Regions from separate parts of the Drosophila melanogaster genome. Here region 1 is linked to region 2. The links are chromatin contacts, called in public Hi-C maps. All regions are on one chromosome and are shown on one strand. The core of a region is the stretch at or near the end of the contact, and the rest is flanking DNA. Distances in the headings are between cores, read along the strand shown.

The links. A called contact is a pair of places that touch in the nucleus more often than the background predicts.
Region 1: a contact with region 2 is called in a Hi-C map of the Kc167 cell line, with 4 times the contacts expected there. A contact is called at or near these places in 14 of 107 Hi-C or Micro-C datasets (the Kc167 cell line, the OSC cell line, the S2 cell line and 6 more) and 3 of 7 datasets of targeted methods (the Kc167 cell line and the S2 cell line).

What each region holds. Positions count from the first base shown.
Region 1 is chr3L:17,568,316-17,574,039 of dm6, forward strand. The region is part of intron 5 of Eip74EF (Ecdysone-induced protein 74EF); the gene reads right to left. Among named protein-coding and RNA genes, the nearest start is that of CycT, 13 kb to the left of the region's middle.
Region 2 is chr3L:17,485,036-17,490,222 of dm6, forward strand. Oatp74D (Organic anion transporting polypeptide 74D) reads left to right here and starts at 2,083. Exons shown (of 9, transcript NM_140732.3): 1 at 2,083-2,154; 2 at 3,030-3,297. It overlaps CG6333, which reads right to left and starts at 1,195. Exons shown (of 3, transcript NM_001169988.1): 1 at 1,156-1,195.

The DNA.
Region 1 (5,724 bases), core at 801-3,300, 83 kb after region 2:
ATAGAGTCTACAAAACATTGCAATGCTGCGCCAAATGTGCGCTGACCTCTAAAAATGCGGTCTAATAAAACCAGCAGAAACTAACCAACCGACAAAACACACAGAAATACAAGAGAAAAAAATTAAATATATTACGAGAAAACAAAGCAAAATTGGCAAACAACATAAAAAAATAATAATAATAAAAAACAACACACACACAGAGAGACATGTCAAAGAAATTAACGGTAAAGTCATGTGCATGTGAGCTGGTGGGTTTTTGCTATTTTTCTTTGTTGAATTCGAATTTGGACTTGAACCGAACTGGCTCGTTGATATGTGCGCGGCATTTTGGGACAGTTACATCACAATTCCGGCGGATAGCGCAGCATTTGCCGCAATAGTAGGTCAATGTAGGTACGAGCCATCGCTGCCTGCTTGTTACCTCTAAATGATTAGTTCGCCTTATAGAGCCGATATGCTTTTTGTTTTTTATACTCAGTTTGGCTGGGTTTGTTTTCGGCTGTGCGGTGGATAAGGCGTCATCCGTGGTGCTTGAGTTTTGTTTACAATTTTTCATAGCATTTCCGAAAGCCGTAGAAGCTGCCCGCCTGTCTGTCCGACCCACAACAGCAATAACAATTGCACACCAGCACCATCAGCAGCAGCAGCAGCAGCAACAACAATTTGTAATTGTTTATGGCATTTTGGTTATTGGCCTATTTTTGATGTGCCCAACAACCGACATTTGTGAGCTTGTGAGTTGTGGGCGGTTTTGTAAGAAACGGAAAGTGATTTCTGTGTGGGCCCAGCTGAAGGGGGATTTACCTATTGAGCTCAGCCTTTATCACCTATCCAGTATTTTCATCTGACATTAATCAGTGGAAAGTAGGCAAATGAAACTGTATACTTGGGAGTTGTTGGCTGAAATTATTGCTTTGGTTTTGGCCGATCGAATTACGGGGGAAACGAGCTGAAGGCATATTATGGCCAAATGAAAGTTCACTTTTTAACTATTTTCGATAAATATCTATCTTTAACTTTCTGTGTTCAGTTAAGGCGTTAAAGATTTCTAGATACCGAAATCAATTTGCAAATCTTCCTAGTACATTTAATCATGCATTTTTATGTTGTTTACATTAAATGTGCGCCCTTCCTTTAATAATCAATCATAAAACTAGCCTTGCCCCAATTGTTAGCCCGCAAAAAACATATTCAAATTCTATTTAGCAAAACAAAAAACCATTAAAAAATACCAGTGACGGATGCCAGGCGAATTCCCCGAATAGCTGAAGCCAAAAACGACAGCCACTAGAAATTGCTTTGTATCGATAATTTCACTTGTGCGGCGCAATAATGCGCCAAACCGGAATCAAAATGTTCCCCAACTGGGATATATGTATTTATTTCTTTATTTATTTTCAATAATAATAATAATACAATTTATGGCAGTGCAAAAAGCGAAAAAAGCAAACAGAATTATGGGTGTGGAAGAAAGCAAAATTCAAGTTAATTCGAATGCAGCAGCGACAGACGAAAGTAAAATGCACAAAGAGTCGAAAGCAAAATCAACAGGAACGGGCGACAACAACGCAAAAGTTCTATATTTAAATATTATAATTTATGTGTTTGTTTGGCAATTGTAGTATTTGTTGTTGGTGTGAATGTCTCTTCCCCAATTTTTTATGTGTACGTACTACAAATATATTTTTTTTGGGTTCCGTCTGCCTCGCTTTTGCACGATCCCCATTATTCCCAGTCCCATTCCCGTTCCCGTTCCCATTCCCATTCCCATTCCCCTTTTTTCTCTTCCTCTCTCTCTCTTTCTTGGCGGCTCTCTGCTGCTCTCTAAATTCCTGTTCTGCCGCCTTATTTTGGCTTTTATGCCGCTGCCAACTTCGCTGCTTTCACGACTGCCTGTGTATTGGTGGCCAGAATAAAAGCCAGTTGTTGTTCTCTCGCTTCTTCGGTGCGCGCGTATGTGTGTGTGTGCGCTTTTTGGAAATTCAGTCTCAAGTTCAAGGTCTCGCGGATAACGCACACCAGCAAAGACACACTGCTCACACGGACACGGGATTCTCATTGTTTACGCACACAGGCGCAGGCAGCGAGACATATGCATATCAGGCAATTTCTCATTGTCGTACGAAAATGTGTGTTTATTAGGGCTACATATGCAGTTAATACAAGTCCACACACAAACGCACATTATTCGTATTTATATAGACAACAGAAATTCTTCTTCAATATTTCCGCATTAAGAAATGATACGCGACTCGGTTGCGATCTGTGTGATTTTCTGTTTTTCTGTTTTTGCTGCGCTCGTTTGTTTTTTGCATTTTTTATGACCGCTATTTCTCTATACTCGAAAATTTCTCGTATCGCACAAAAGGAAATATAATGTAATTCTATATATACTTTCCGATGATTTGTTTTTATTTCGGCTGAATCTTTCGTTTTAATTTGTCATTAAGTACTTTTACTTGTTTTATGGTGTGGTATAATATGCATATAGATTGACGCATTTGCCCCTCGACAAGATGGTTTTATATGCCTTTCTAATTTGTTGCGATTGCCTAAATGAGATTTTGTAATGCGTTTTATTTTATGCACTGGGTTATGTTTTAAGAGATACGTTAATGATATGTCGCATTCTGAGCAGGCAATTACTCTTTTAATTTTATAAACAAATGTGTCGGTTTGAAACATTTTTTAATTTGCATAATTTAGTATCAACGATTTCGTTTAATATTTGTATTTTATAAAGTATATCTAATTTATGAAAAATGGCTCCTGCTTGGCTATATTATATTTTTGACTTCAAGTTTTTTTTTTCTCGTTTACCAGTCGAATATTGTCTAAATTCTCGTAGCTTCTGTTTATATTAACACTTTCTATGCGTGAAAAAATAAACATTTTTGGTCACGCGCCAACCTTTCTGGGGGGTTACAAGTGCTAATTGGTAGTGAATACTATAATTCTGCTCCGATATTGTCAAGATAATTGTTTTGTGTTTAAATTGCTAATCAGGAAGTTTACAACTATAATTTTATAAAAGAAAAAGCGCTGTCATGATTAAACCTCAAAATGTAATTTATTCGAAAAGAGTGGCATGTATATCAATAGACTTTTAAATTTAAGTATAAGTTTCCTCATTGTAAAAGCAAAATATATTTAAATGCGGAATGGTGTGGGCTTTCGTTGCATTTTGCAGCTGGTTTACCAAGAATCCGAGACCGCAGCCCCAAAAACGGAAATTTCGGCTAGCGCAGCAAGTTCTAGGTAGCCGCATTACGTATACGACTCGTTGTCGCGAATTTCCCAGCAACAAGTCTTGGGCCTTGACCCGACCTATTGGACTCGGCTGTGGCTATCAAGTGACCATATGGCCACACCACATCAGCTGCACTGCGAACGGGAGATATTTGCTGAATTCGGATTTTCTGCATTTGCTAATCCGATTTTGTAATTGAGTTACGTTGCCCGACTAGTGACATAATCCCTGCGACTAGGAATCGGGGACTCGGCGTCTCTCCTTGGCTACCGATAAGGAGATAAGTTGCGAGTGAGCAGAACCTCCATTGGCCAATTATGCGGAGAGCAAAAGCGATTACAAAATCTAAACCGGAGAAAGATACTTGTGTAAGTATCGCATAGGCCTACTTCATATATGGGGCATTGGCTTACATAATTCTAATGCGAAAAAATCGCCACCGCCGTATTTGGGTTAAAAGGCAGAAAAAAGAGAAAAAATGGAAAATCATTTGCTAATTTCTTGCCACGAAACGAGAAATTTAAGTTTTTCCGCGCACGCTCTGTGTGTGTGTGTGTGTGTGTGTGCGATGGCATGTAAGTGTGTGCGTGCGCGCAGTTGTTGCCAATCTATTCCCAACCTACCTCAAAATGTTTTGCGTTAGGCCTGAAAAAAAAGCAACAGAGCGCTGAGTTGGGTGGCGGGCGGTGGGCGGCATTCGGAGGGGGCGCTCTTTTTCACTATTTCCCACAGCGCACTTACACAAGCACGCGAACACACACACACACACACAGAGACGCCGAGTGAGCAAACACAGACGCTCCAAGCTGGTTTGTCATGTAAAGAAACGCCGCGGAAAAGGGGCAGTGGCAGCGGTAAAGAGAGGACACCGCTCTCCGCCGCATGTCGCAATTGAAAGTTGCCTCCGCTGCCTCAATGTGTGGGTGGTTCAATATTGCTGCCGTCGAAAGGTTGAAGGTAAGACCAGAAACCAAAACAAAGCCCCACAAAATGAAGTCATGAGGAAAGCACACAAACAGCCACAAAAAAAGAAAAAAAAAAAAGCAGAAAAAGGTTAAAACCCATATAAATAAAAGATGAAAATGCTCGTCGTGTCGCAAGCGGAAAATATATATCATCTAGGAATTTGTGTGCGAAAAATAAATAATAAAACTCCGAAACGAAGGAAAAGGAAGCCGAGAGATTTACTGACTGACGGGAATGTTTCGACAGAAGTTGCAAGTTTTTGGAGCGAGGCGGTCAAGTGGGGTTCCAGTTGAAGATTTTGCGTACTACCAATCATTTTAAGCCGAGCAATTCGTGGGAAATCGAGTTAAATATCTTTGTATCCATATTAAAGGGTTAGTTCCAATGTGTTCTAAGAAAAGCTGAACTTTCCATTATAACATCATGTAATTACCTAAATTTGTATATTCCATTATTAATACTTTTCATTTCTTTATAAATATTTATAAATTTATGCTGTTGAAAGTTTTAACTAGATACTTATTAAACGACACCTGCTCACAAAAAATATATCTTTTTTTTATGGCTTCCCATCTGGCTGGGAAAAGTAGTTGCCCCTTTCAATTTTACCTTAATCAAATATTATTTTAGATAATATTTGCATTGGATGTACTGCTAATAACATGTAAATTTGCTTAACCATCTTAATTGATTAGAACTCGAATTGTTTTATACATATACTAAGAACATTTACTACTACATTTAATGTGTATATTACATATTCTCCACTTGATTAGGATTGGGAATTCTACTTTCGTTTTTTGCCATGTGCAAGAAGAACATTAGTTTTACTTGCACATTTTTCCCCAATCCCCATTCCCACACTGCATAAATCTGTTGGCGACGACCACTTTGGCCAGATGTGAGATGCGAGAGAGAAGCATTTCCGCCAGCCACTTGGCCAAGAACTGCAATTGGCAGGCAGCGTTTTGTGGCGGTTTAGTGTGTATCCAAAGCCCAGGGCTCCAGTCAAGCCAAAGCCAGAGCCAAAATCAAAGCGAAAACCCAAACTAAAGTGGGGTAAACTTTGGCAAAAGTGAAGGCAGCAACAGCAGCAGCAGCCCGGGAGTCGTTTTGCTGACGACGACGCCCCGTGTAAAAGTCAAATAGAGGAAACAAGTTGTTGGCTAGGGTTACCAGATATATGTATATATATGCGCACATATATAGGTGGGTATGTAACAAGTGCAAGACACACACAAACACAGGGATACAGATACTGCTAGAGATAGAGATACAGAAGACCAAGTCGGAGACTCCAGCTCATTTAGCAGTTGCCAGTCGCGAGTTGGCGAGTTGCTGTGGCAGTTTTAGAGCAAGTGACTGGGAAACTATTCCACACCACTACACTGCCGTCGAAAAGCAAAAGCAGACACACAGATACGCGTTACAAAGCAGCGAATGCAGCGAGCGGAGAGCCAGATACGGATACCCATGCCATACCCATACACACACACACAGGCCGA
Region 2 (5,187 bases), core at 833-3,332:
TTATAACGAATGCAAACTGTATTCGATCGAGGAGTAGAATCGAGTGACTCCGTTCAGATCTTATACAATAGTTTTCCCACCCCCCGCATTTGCTTATCACCACTGACACACATTATAGGCCAGCTCCGACTTTTGATCCGTTCTATTCGCTTCAAACTCATCCAATTCATAAGCGTGCTTCCTGCTTTCAGTCAAGATTAAATAAGAACATTTCCCCATCCAATTCCCCTTTCAGTAGTAAAATATCAAGCTCATTAAAAATTAACAACAATTAGGGAAATCGCTTAAAGAAATAAGAATTAGTAAAAGTAATTGTATGGCAAGCTTTTGCTTTTTCTACTTTTTATTTTATTAGCAATAAAAATACCTAATATTTATAGGAATATATGTAATATACAAGTTCGTCATAAGGAAGCCCCACTGCACATACATACCACACCACATTGTGTGCAACACATATAAATGTGAATGTTTATTCCATCTGACAACGGTTAGCGATAAGCCCAGCGATGTAGTCAATACAACAAACAATAAGGAACACTTTTGGAGTTTCGTTGTCGACTTTGTCATTATTTGCTTGCCGTTTGTTTACAAGCTGAAACATTGACACACACACATCAGCTGCATCAGCTGCTCGTGCCCCATCCCACCCACCAACAAGCCCACTCAGAATGCGTAACCCCCTTCAATGTGGAAGCTCCAACACCCATGGGTTCATCTGCGGGTTATCAGCAGCGGATTGCAACTAGAATTGGTTACAAAAAAAGCGAGCCACCGAAAAGGGAAAACAACATTCATCCGGCGGCGGCGAGAAAAGCAACCGCAAAAGTTCAATGCACATTTCGAGGTGAATTTGTTTTTGAGCTCTCGCTCGTCTCGGCCTGCAATTAATTACACAAATCGAACGAGCGTGTTTAACTTGTTTTCGCGTCTAACATGTCACGTAATTAGCCGTCTAGCTGCGAATCGAGCCGATATCGATGGGAGTTTGCCAAAAGAGTAGCCAATAGATACGGCTGCGCCATCGCCTGCGTTGCACTCAATTTGCTTGATTATTGCGCACAGACTTTGCATGAGTACGCGTATCTGACAGTTTGCCTATCTATCTGGCCGCTTGGCAGACGACCTTGCGCCGAATATGCAATTGATACGTACTTTGCACATATGAATATTAATAGGCGACCAGAGAGTTACTCGAGGAATTTCGCAAACTGAATTCCATTAGCCTCCAAGACTGTAGACTATATTGTAAAGTCAGTTGCACCGACAGACAGCAGATGCATAACCTAAGAGATAACCCTTAATCGCAAAAATCACTTGGTAAACACACAAAGCAACTTATAGAAACTATTTAGCACGTTTTGCAAAAAGTATTCCTTTTTAGTACTTCGCTGGAACTAACTAAAATGTAACGAGCATTAATGTAACGAACATTAAACCACCAAAATTCCTCATCATAAACACTTTTCTTTGAAATGCAAAACTTTCAGGCTTTAAGCTGTTCCTCATGCCTTAGTGAAAATAATGTATAGCTCATAATAAGAAATTAATCAATCGAATCATAGACTTAGAATATCCATCACTTCTCTTCACTTTTTTATATTACCCACCCCACCCAGACGAAAAATCTTGGTTGAGTCATTTGCAGAAAATGTATTTTATTGTACATATGCAACAATAAATATTGTGTACTACATGTGATTCGTAAGTTAAAAAACACTAAGCCAAGCTAAGAGAAAGTCAAACTTGTCGAATTTCAATCAAAATAAAGGTCTTTCTATGAAAGAATTGGTACTTCTATCAAAACCACTTCAATTATTCCCTTATAAACGTAATGTATTCTAATATTCCGGTATGCTGAAAGTTTAACCCAGGTCGATCTGTCTGATCTCCAAAATCCCCTTTCCAATTTGATAAAAGAGCGCACGCCACTGATAACAAACAGAGAGAGCAGCCGAACTAACAGAGCCCTAACAGCGTGGGGGCCTAACAGAGCCCCAACAGCTCCAAACAGCTGCGCTGCCGACGTCGACGTCGGCGCAGGCGAAAAGTTTTGGCTGTTTTCAGTTCGCCAGACCGTTTTGCGTATTCGTATTCGAATTGTTACCGTGTGCGGACTGTGCCGACGGGCAGCGGAACTCAGGCGGTGCAACTGTATGTGTGCGGTGCGTGAGAGTGTGTGTGTGTGAGTGCGAGTGGGGGGCGAGAGAGATAATATGTACATTCGGTGTATATATACACATGTGTATACGTATTATTTCTATACGCCGCGATCAGACAACAACAACAACACCAACAACAATGTGGGTCGTGCATATTGAACATATGCAAATAAAACAAAAACAGATAAATGCCAAAAATCTACTACACTTTTATAACCAAAACACACAGAGCGCGCAGAGAGAGCGGCAATAACGATAACAGCGGAGACAGACCACCCCCACAGCGAAGAGAGAGCGTAAGAGAGTGACGGTTAGAAGTATCTTTGAGATACACTAACACAAAGAGAACGCGTATCTGTATCTGCATCTGTAAATGTATCTTCTGGTCTGTGTTTTTCGACTCCTCGTATAAATTGAGCCGCACTTTGGTTATTCTCGAGTTTTTGCTGCTCAGACGTCGCTGTAAGTGCACGCGTCGCTCGACTTTTCGGTTCCGCTCCGCTCCGAATCGGTTTCGTTTTCGGTTCCCAATACCTCCAATATTCCCTGAAAGATACCTGTGTCCAAGAACCCAGTTGAATCCACACATTTTCGTCGTGCAAGTCACAGAAAAAAATTATTAAATTTCTAAACGCTCAATACAAATATTTTCGCACACTATAAAAATATTAAAAAAAAAAAAACTGGTTGACAAATTTGTCTGATCAAAAACCTAAAGAAACTTGTACGAAAACGAATAAAACTAATAACATATTAAATAATCTCGTTTTTGAAGTTCATTAAAACCACACTTAATCAATAAATACATCATTGTTAAGATCCTCAGACCATTTTAACAAAAAATTAAAGTGCCAATTCCATTTTCAGTGAGTGCTTGATAAATTTGTTGTATTGAAACCCAACCGCAAATACAATTTTCAATTGGCTGAGTGCGTGTCTTCAACGCACAAACATACGAATATAGCATTTAATATTGTTCATTATGTGTGCAATTAAATAAAAAAAATTGTGTGTGAAATAACAGAAAAACGAGTGCGGCGAACAGAGGCAGCAACAAATTAAACGCGTAAATTGCGTAGCAAATTCTGAATGAAAAAATTCAACAAAACCAGAAAGCGAAACAGGAGCGATAAGCGTAAGTACAGCTTTAATAAATAAATTGTATATGTTCATAAAATGACAACTTTTTGTGACAACTTAAGAACTTAGAGTTGGATGGCAATTTAGGTTTGTCAATAATAGAGTATAAGAGTATAAGAGCTTTGCTTAAGTGAATATTACTTAGAACCCCAATTAACAATTACTTCAACTTGCATATATATAGAATTTGTTTATTTGAAAATGTGTATTTCCCAAAAACAATTTTTGTATAATGCATTTAAGTCTTGTGGCGAAATAAAATTTCAAAGAGAACGATCAGTGCCAAACAAACATGCAGAACCAGAAATAAGCTCAAAATTCATGGAATAACCTGATTTGGTTTCTTTTCATTTAATTGGGCTAAAGAAATTTCCCTTTTCAATGCTTGCCCACAAGAGAAATGGAAAGAACGAAGCATTCTCTGATTGATGTGGGGAAAACAAAAACAGAAACCCCGAAAAGATATTTCGAAACAAAATAGAGAGGGGCAGACGATGTCTAAGCATTTATCTTTTGGTTCTTCGACGCGGTTCTTGTTATTTTTCTGTTTTCGAAGGGGGGGACTATTCGGGCGCCAGAGAAAGTGAAACATGTAATTTTTTGTTGGAAGGCCTACAAAAATCATACGCCGTATTGAGTGAAATCGTAATGGGCTAAGAAATTTCTTAAATACGAAGGTTAAAAGGGGGCAGAGCAATCAGAAAGCGCACAATACACACTCGGAAATAATGATAAGACGCGCGACGGAGAAGAGACCGGCCAAAGAATACGAAACACACTCCATTTCTCTGTCTTTTCTGCCTGCTTTACTCGGTTCCCGGGTAATTACATACATGCCGTAAAACCAAAATAAATACGCACAGATAAAGATGCACAGATGCAGATACAGATACCGGGTTGGGATGGGTTGGGTTCGGATGGGCTTTTTTCCCGCATTCTTTTTGTGTCCTCGCAAAACGAAAGCCGAATATCGGCGAAATGCATTAAGGCCGAACAAAAGCAAAAACGAAAACAGTCAATAAACGCTGTTTAATCAAATGTAAATGTTTATACCGCACCGCAACTATCGACTCAGAATTACCGACTTTCAGAGCGTCAGAGTTTCACTTTTGTACCTCAATCATATGAGTGTTTGTTCTGGCCAGAAACCAGCAAGAAACACTCTTTTCCGTCTGACCCACATCGGGTTCGTTATCACCGATTTTTATTATCCATTTATATATATTTGCTTGATCGCATTGAATACGTACACATTTACAGAGCCGTTTATTTTTTGGATTTCAAAATTAAACACTTAAAACGACGTTAACACACAGCAGGAAACGCATCTGAAAGTGACAGAGAAATCACTTTATTCTTTCTCGAATTGAAGTTATTTTTTTCGCAGCAAAATTAAAAATTCATGAAGTTACATTATTTTGCTCAGGTTCATAGAGAAAGTCAAATGAGTGCTACAATTTGAAATAAATTAATTCACTTCATTGTGGCTTCTTCCATTTCATTTTTGACTTCTATGTTTGGTTTACCTAAAAAATATGTTTAATTAATAGGTTTGTATATAAAATATACTACAATAATACGTATATAGTGCAACAGCTAAACTTAAAGCTAATGATTGTGTAAACATTAGATTAACAGAAATTTTCATTTAAATGGTTAAAATACCCATTTATGGTGTTTCCCATAACCAAAGTTTCGGAGCTAACTTTGTCTACCTCGCCATTCCCATATTTTTCCATTGTTTCCTTTTAACTTCATCGCCTCCGCCGACCAATAAATGATCAATGGCCCAAAGCATTTCGATTTCAGCCAAACTCATTTAATTTGTTTTTTGATTCCGCTCTTTTTTTCGCCATGCGCCCCAAGTCCAGAAAAATAAAGAAAG